Regions from separate parts of the Mus musculus genome. Here region 1 is linked to region 2. The links are chromatin contacts, called in public HiChIP or PLAC-seq maps. All regions are on one chromosome and are shown on one strand. Each heading gives the region's core, a stretch centred on a gene start, on an enhancer-like site or on the middle of the called end of the contact. The rest is flanking DNA. Distances are from core to core; before and after follow the strand shown.

What was found. HiChIP or PLAC-seq counts read pairs in DNA pulled down with a chosen protein or histone mark.
Region 1: a contact with region 2 is called in an H3K27ac HiChIP or PLAC-seq map of embryonic stem cells, with 5 times the contacts expected there. The contact joins the promoter of Kantr here to the promoter of Fam120c in region 2. A contact is called at or near these places in 1 of 39 promoter capture datasets (pre-B cells), 4 of 115 datasets of contacts at active chromatin or transcription factors (astrocytes, embryonic stem cells, regulatory T cells and 1 more) and 2 of 9 other capture datasets (adipose tissue and liver).

Annotation. Positions count from the first base shown.
Region 1 is chrX:152,326,141-152,328,840 of GRCm38.p6, reverse strand. Kantr (Kdm5c adjacent non-coding transcript) reads left to right here and starts at 1,348. Exons shown (of 3, transcript NR_040270.2): 1 at 1,348-1,431; 2 at 1,602-1,680.
Region 2 is chrX:151,342,961-151,345,828 of GRCm38.p6, reverse strand. It overlaps Fam120c (family with sequence similarity 120, member C), which reads right to left and starts at 1,606. Exons shown (of 16, transcript NM_198105.2): 1 at 893-1,606. The coding sequence starts at 1,579.

The sequences.
Region 1 (2,700 bases), core at 99-2,598, 980 kb before region 2:
AATATTAAAATAGAAAAATGTGCTAGAGTCATATATGTATTGCTCATCAATCCATTAAATCATAGGATGCTTTGGTTTAAAGACTACAATGATTATCGTGATTTTAGATTTATTTTACTTTTATTTATATGTGTATTTGTTCCTGTGCATGCACTCATGTGTGCTATGCAAAGGTGTCTTCATAGCAGATGAAGATATCTGGTACCCTGGAGGAGGAGTTACAGGCAACTGACATTCATGCTGGCAACTAACCTCCAGTCTTCTACCAGAGCAGCAAGCACTTGTAACCATGGAGTTATCTCTCCGGCTCCCTCTTATCATGATTTTAAAGCACTAATTATATATTTCAGAGATTACATATTTGAAAGAGCTGCAAATTTATACTGTGATGGACAAATCTCTCTGATTGCTACTGGTAACAGTCACCAATATTACGTCCTTTATTGAAAACATGCTAAATTTCCTAAACAGAGAGGGGAAACAAAGATGTAAATTCATTCCCATCCAAGTTATTCCTCTCTGCCCCAAGCTGCACCCACAGGCTCTCCTGGAGGATCTGTGCTACTCAAATTTAAGATTTGTTAATAGAATGGTCCTTCCTGTCTTCCCTTCCTTTAGAAGACAAGAGAGATGGATTTTATTCGAAATAATTGTTGCACAGTTTCAGACCACTAAGTTTGCCTCGTTGGAAGGCAGCTGTGCTCACCATCGTACTACCAATGCCTCATCGAGTCTGCCTCTTTAGGCCATAGCTTCTTTTATGTGAAGACTGACCACACCTAATTAAAAAATGAAATAAAATCTGTCGGGTATAAATGGCTCACACCTTTAGTCCCAGCACTCAGGAGGCAAAGGCAGGCCTGGTTTACAGGGCGAGTCAGCCAGGGCTACTAAGTAGGATCACCTTATTCTCCATGGATGGAATTAGGAACAATGCTTACAGGGAAAGCGAGAAACCTAGCTCAGAAACTCCTACAAGTGGGTGTGGAGCTATAGGAAACTGGAAGTACATTCGCAGTGTCTCTAAGCAAAACGGTGTAAAGGCAGTGTGGCTACAGAAAGAAAGAAGACATCACGAAAGTAATAATTCTATTCAGTGATTTGTGCTTAGCCTGGTTTAGGGTTTCCTGCGTTTTAACAAACAACCCCCGAAGGCCCAGTCCTCTAGACCTGCAAAAGGACTGAGCAGTAATCCTTTCCTGACCAGTGTTGTTAACGGAAGGGCTGGCACATAAGCCAATCACACCCTCGAGAGGGTGGAGTTTTCGTAGGTGCTTCCAATTCCAACCAATCTCAGGGAAGGCAGGAGGGCAATCCTCCAATGGGAGCTGAGGAGCCCGTGGTAAGTGGTGGAGCATCGCTATCCTGCCAGGGTTCGGTGGAGCATTGCGTGAAGCGTCTGCGTGTCTGCGAGATCTTGCTGTGGGCCAGGTATCCATTCTCCTGCGGCAGCTTAGACCCTACGGAGACTAGAGGTATCCCAAGAGAAGCAGTAAAGATGGGGTGGTGGGTTAGAAAACGGCGGGAGGGGAGAGAACGGCCCAGAACGCGTGTGGGGAGGGACCTGGCGCGCTTTTACCTGGGCGGCCTTTCGACTCTAGGTCCGTGGGTGGTGGAGGATCCTTTGCGTAGCAAAAAAAGAAGGCGAGTGCCCCTGCATCCTCTCCAGACGGTACCCAGGTGAGTATTACCCTCTTGAACCCACCACCCGTGCCCACCCTCTGGGAGCCTCCCAATCCCGGTCTCTGGGGAAAAGATTTCGTGCAGGTCTGCTGCTCACGTGATTGTTTGTGTTCTAGTCTTGACTCCATATCTGCCTCTACCCAACATTTTCTCTCTCTGAGACGTACTAAGATATCCCAGACTCAGGAGGCCTAATCCTTACCTGACCCCTTGAAACCAGCTATGAAATTTTAAACTATCCGTTTTATTCATTTGGGTCTTGGTTTCATCATCTGCCAAATGGGGGTCTGTCTCTACCTGAGCCAATGCGCATGCTTGGTCCCTAAAATTTTTTTCAATAAATAATTATGATTGTGATTGAAAGAATATTGATTCTCTTAGTCTCTGACTTTTTTTCACCCTTGTCTGTCTCTGACCCTCTCCCCACTGGACCTTTTTTTGAATGCTACTGTCCTCTCATTTTCCACACTGAACCTAACTCTTTCCTATCCCTAATGTGGTTGGAGGTACAATATATATAACAATGAGAGTGGCCCAAAGGTAGGGCACAAAACTGGAGCCTGGTCTTGAGCTACTTGTAAGTCTCATTGAGGAGTCTCTGTTTCTTGGCCTTCTCTGTTAAACAGGTAGAAACACCAAGGATGGGGAGAAATTTATATTAAGCTACTTTTCAGCCAGCTTTGATGGTGGTGCATGACTACATTCACAGCATTCAGGAGGATTGCCACAAGTTCAAGATCAGCCTCAGCTACATAATGAGTCCAAAGTAAACCTGGGTTACAATGTAAAACACTGTCTTGCCCCCCCCCAACCCCACCAAAACATTTTTATTTTGTTGGTTTTTTTTTCAAGAAAGGGTTTTGCTGTGTAACAGCCCTAGCTGTCTTAGAAATCACTCTGTAGCCCAGGATAGCCTTGAACTCACAGAGAACAGCTTGCCTTTGCCTTCTGAGTGCTGGGATTAAAGACATGCACCACCACCAGGGCTACAAAACAGTTTAATAGCCATTATGTAAT
Region 2 (2,868 bases), core at 357-2,856:
TAAACCCATGGAGCCTCATGAACTTGGTATTTCTTTTTGCCTCTGCCCGATTGCTTCAACCTCTTTAATTAAACAACCTCCTCCAAAACCTGTGAACCATTCAGATCTAGCCCATTCTCCAAGTCTATCTTTTTCAGGAAGTTTCCCAGGACCATTTTAACCCACAGATTATCACCCCACCCACCTACCCAAACTGGCAACTTACATACCAGAAAACAGAATCACCATGCATATTTACACCAGCAAGTAAATGCTGCGCATTTGATCTTTCAAAGCCAAGAATGGCGTCTTGGGGTTTTTGAGAGCCCCTCCCCGCACCCCCAACCGTCTTTGAAACCCCCTACTGAGCGTGTTCATCTTCCTGAATAGTGACTCAATCAGTGAATTGTTTGGGCTAAGGCATGCCAAGATAAAAGCATGTTGAAATGAAAAGGGCTCAATGGATGGGGAAAAAAGAAGTACTAGGTGTCAAATGGGGGAAAATTATAGAACAAAGGTGTTCGACTAACATCTGTTTTATTTGCCATGGGGTTGAAAACAGATATAGGGGAGGGAATGTCAACTGGAAAATGAAGAAAAAACATATTTCAGTTTGAGGGGGATGATAGCAAGAGAAACATGAAGCCCGGAGGAATTTTGAGTCAATTCTGCTAGAACCAACAGGTAGGCCAATTGTGTGAGTAAAGGGGGTTACGGGGATGGCATGGCTAGAGATACAATCATGTAGGTAAGGGAATTAATAGGCCATATGACGGGGGCACGAGGGGATAAAATGGTCGCCAGTAAGTTAGCTGACTGAGTGGGTGGCAGGTAGGTCGGTGAATGGTTAGGTGTTTAGTCTGGAAGGAACAGGTGTGGGGCATTTCATTTAAAAATCTAACCCCTCCCTCACCTTGACCCGGAAGCGGATGAGTGCTAGCCTCACGCAGTGGCTCAGACAGGCAGGTGGCAGGAACCAGGCCCGCGGTGGAGGGGTGCCCTTGTTGCCCACGTGTCCCACGATCAGTTGCGCAGTCTGCCGCTCCGCCTGGCACCGACGGCCCCACTCGGCCAGTCGGTCCTTCCCCAGGCCCCCAGGGAACATGACCACCAGCTCCAGGCCGTCTCCGCCCGGATAGGCACAAGCCTGGCACAGCGCTGACAAGTAGCCCAGCATGGCATTCCACTGGCCGCCACAAACCCAATCCGTCTGGTAGCCACCATAGAGCCGCGGCAGCGCCGAGCCCGCGTCTACCAATACCCGAGCCCCAGGCAGCGGAGGGGGCGGCGGCGGATGCAGCCCTGGCGGCGCTTGGCCATGGTGGTGGAAATGGTGAGCAGGGTGATGGTGCCGAGACGGCCCCGCGCCCCCGGAGTAAGCACCAAAGGCAGCGGGCGGGAGCGGCGGCGGCGGCAGAGGAGCAGAGCCCCTGGTGATGCGTGGAGCCCCTGGCGCTAGGGCTGCTGGCGGCAGCTGGCGGTGCAGGTGCTGCTGCTGCTGCTGGCGCGAGACGGTGCGCGCGAGTTTGAGGAGGTCCACAGGCACCACAGCCCCGGGACAGCGCTTCTCCAGGAACTCTTGGAAGCCCTGGACGCCCATGCTTCCTCCGTGGGTAGAAGGAACAGCGGCTGCGCAAGCGGGCCAGTCGGCGATCCCCGCGCGAAGCTGGAGGCGGGCGCGTGCGCACTCCGCGGGGGGTAGGGGCGAGGGGGGCGGAGAGAGGGTTTGAGAACGGGAGGGGCGAGGGAACGTGGGCGGGGAGGGGAGGAGACCACAGACTGGGTGCGGGTGGAGAGCAGAGGTGAGGCTGACCAGACTCAGAAGAGGCTGGGAAGATAAAAGCGATGACAAAGTCGTAGTCACTCCTCTTTTCCCGTTCCCCTCCGCTGCTCTTCTTCACTGCTTCAAAGGGGGTGAAGCCTCTGCCTTCCACCTCCGGGAGCCATGTTGCCTCGTCTTCTCTGTGATACTCGCTTTCTAGCTGGGGGAGGGGTACAGGGGCGGGGCGGATGAGCATCCTGGGAGTTGTAGTCTTTTCCCGGATGGCCTCAGGATGCAGTCTTAGAACCAGAGGATCACACCTGTCAGGCCTTGATGCTCATAGTGTCAGAAGAAGCGGGCCAAGAAAATGTGTGTATAGGATTTGTACCAGAACTCCTAGTATCCAACCGAGTTGCCTCAGGATATTATACCACCATGCCCAGGGAAAGAAATGGAGATGATGCATCATGGGAAAGGAAGTACTGTGGATTAGTAGAATTTGGCTAAAGTGAGCTAAAGTTCCCTGAAAGGGAGAAATTTCCCTTCCATTGAAAAGATGATATGCACAACTTTTAACGAAAGGAGAAGAACACATATGATACATAAAAACCGCTAACATCTACTGTCATACTTTGAAGAGTTATCCACCTTACAAATGGTAAAACATTTACTTAAGACAATGAATGCATAGACAAAATGAAATTGCCTATAATTTGCCTCAGGATCTCTGGTCAGGGAGATTAAACACCCACTCAAATTCAACTACAACTTGGACCTTATTGGTACTCACTAAGCTATGCCATATGGTTAGGGGATTTTTTTTGTTTTCCAACCTACTAAATGTGTCCATGTGGGAACAATTCAAAATAGCTGCAAAGGTTCTAATTTGATCACAGTCTTTTGAAAAGTACATTTCAGCATGCTTCTCCAATGAAATCCATGTAGAGTCTGTCTTCTGTCAAGTTTTAGGGCCCATTACTTCAGCCAGACTACAGCAGAAAACAAGATCTGCATGCAGAGTAGTTGTATCTATCTGGCTTGGAATTTACAGAACATAAAAGAGCAGAACCCCAGGAATGACATCAGAATGGTTTGATAGGATGAAACCAAAAACAGGTTGCAAATTC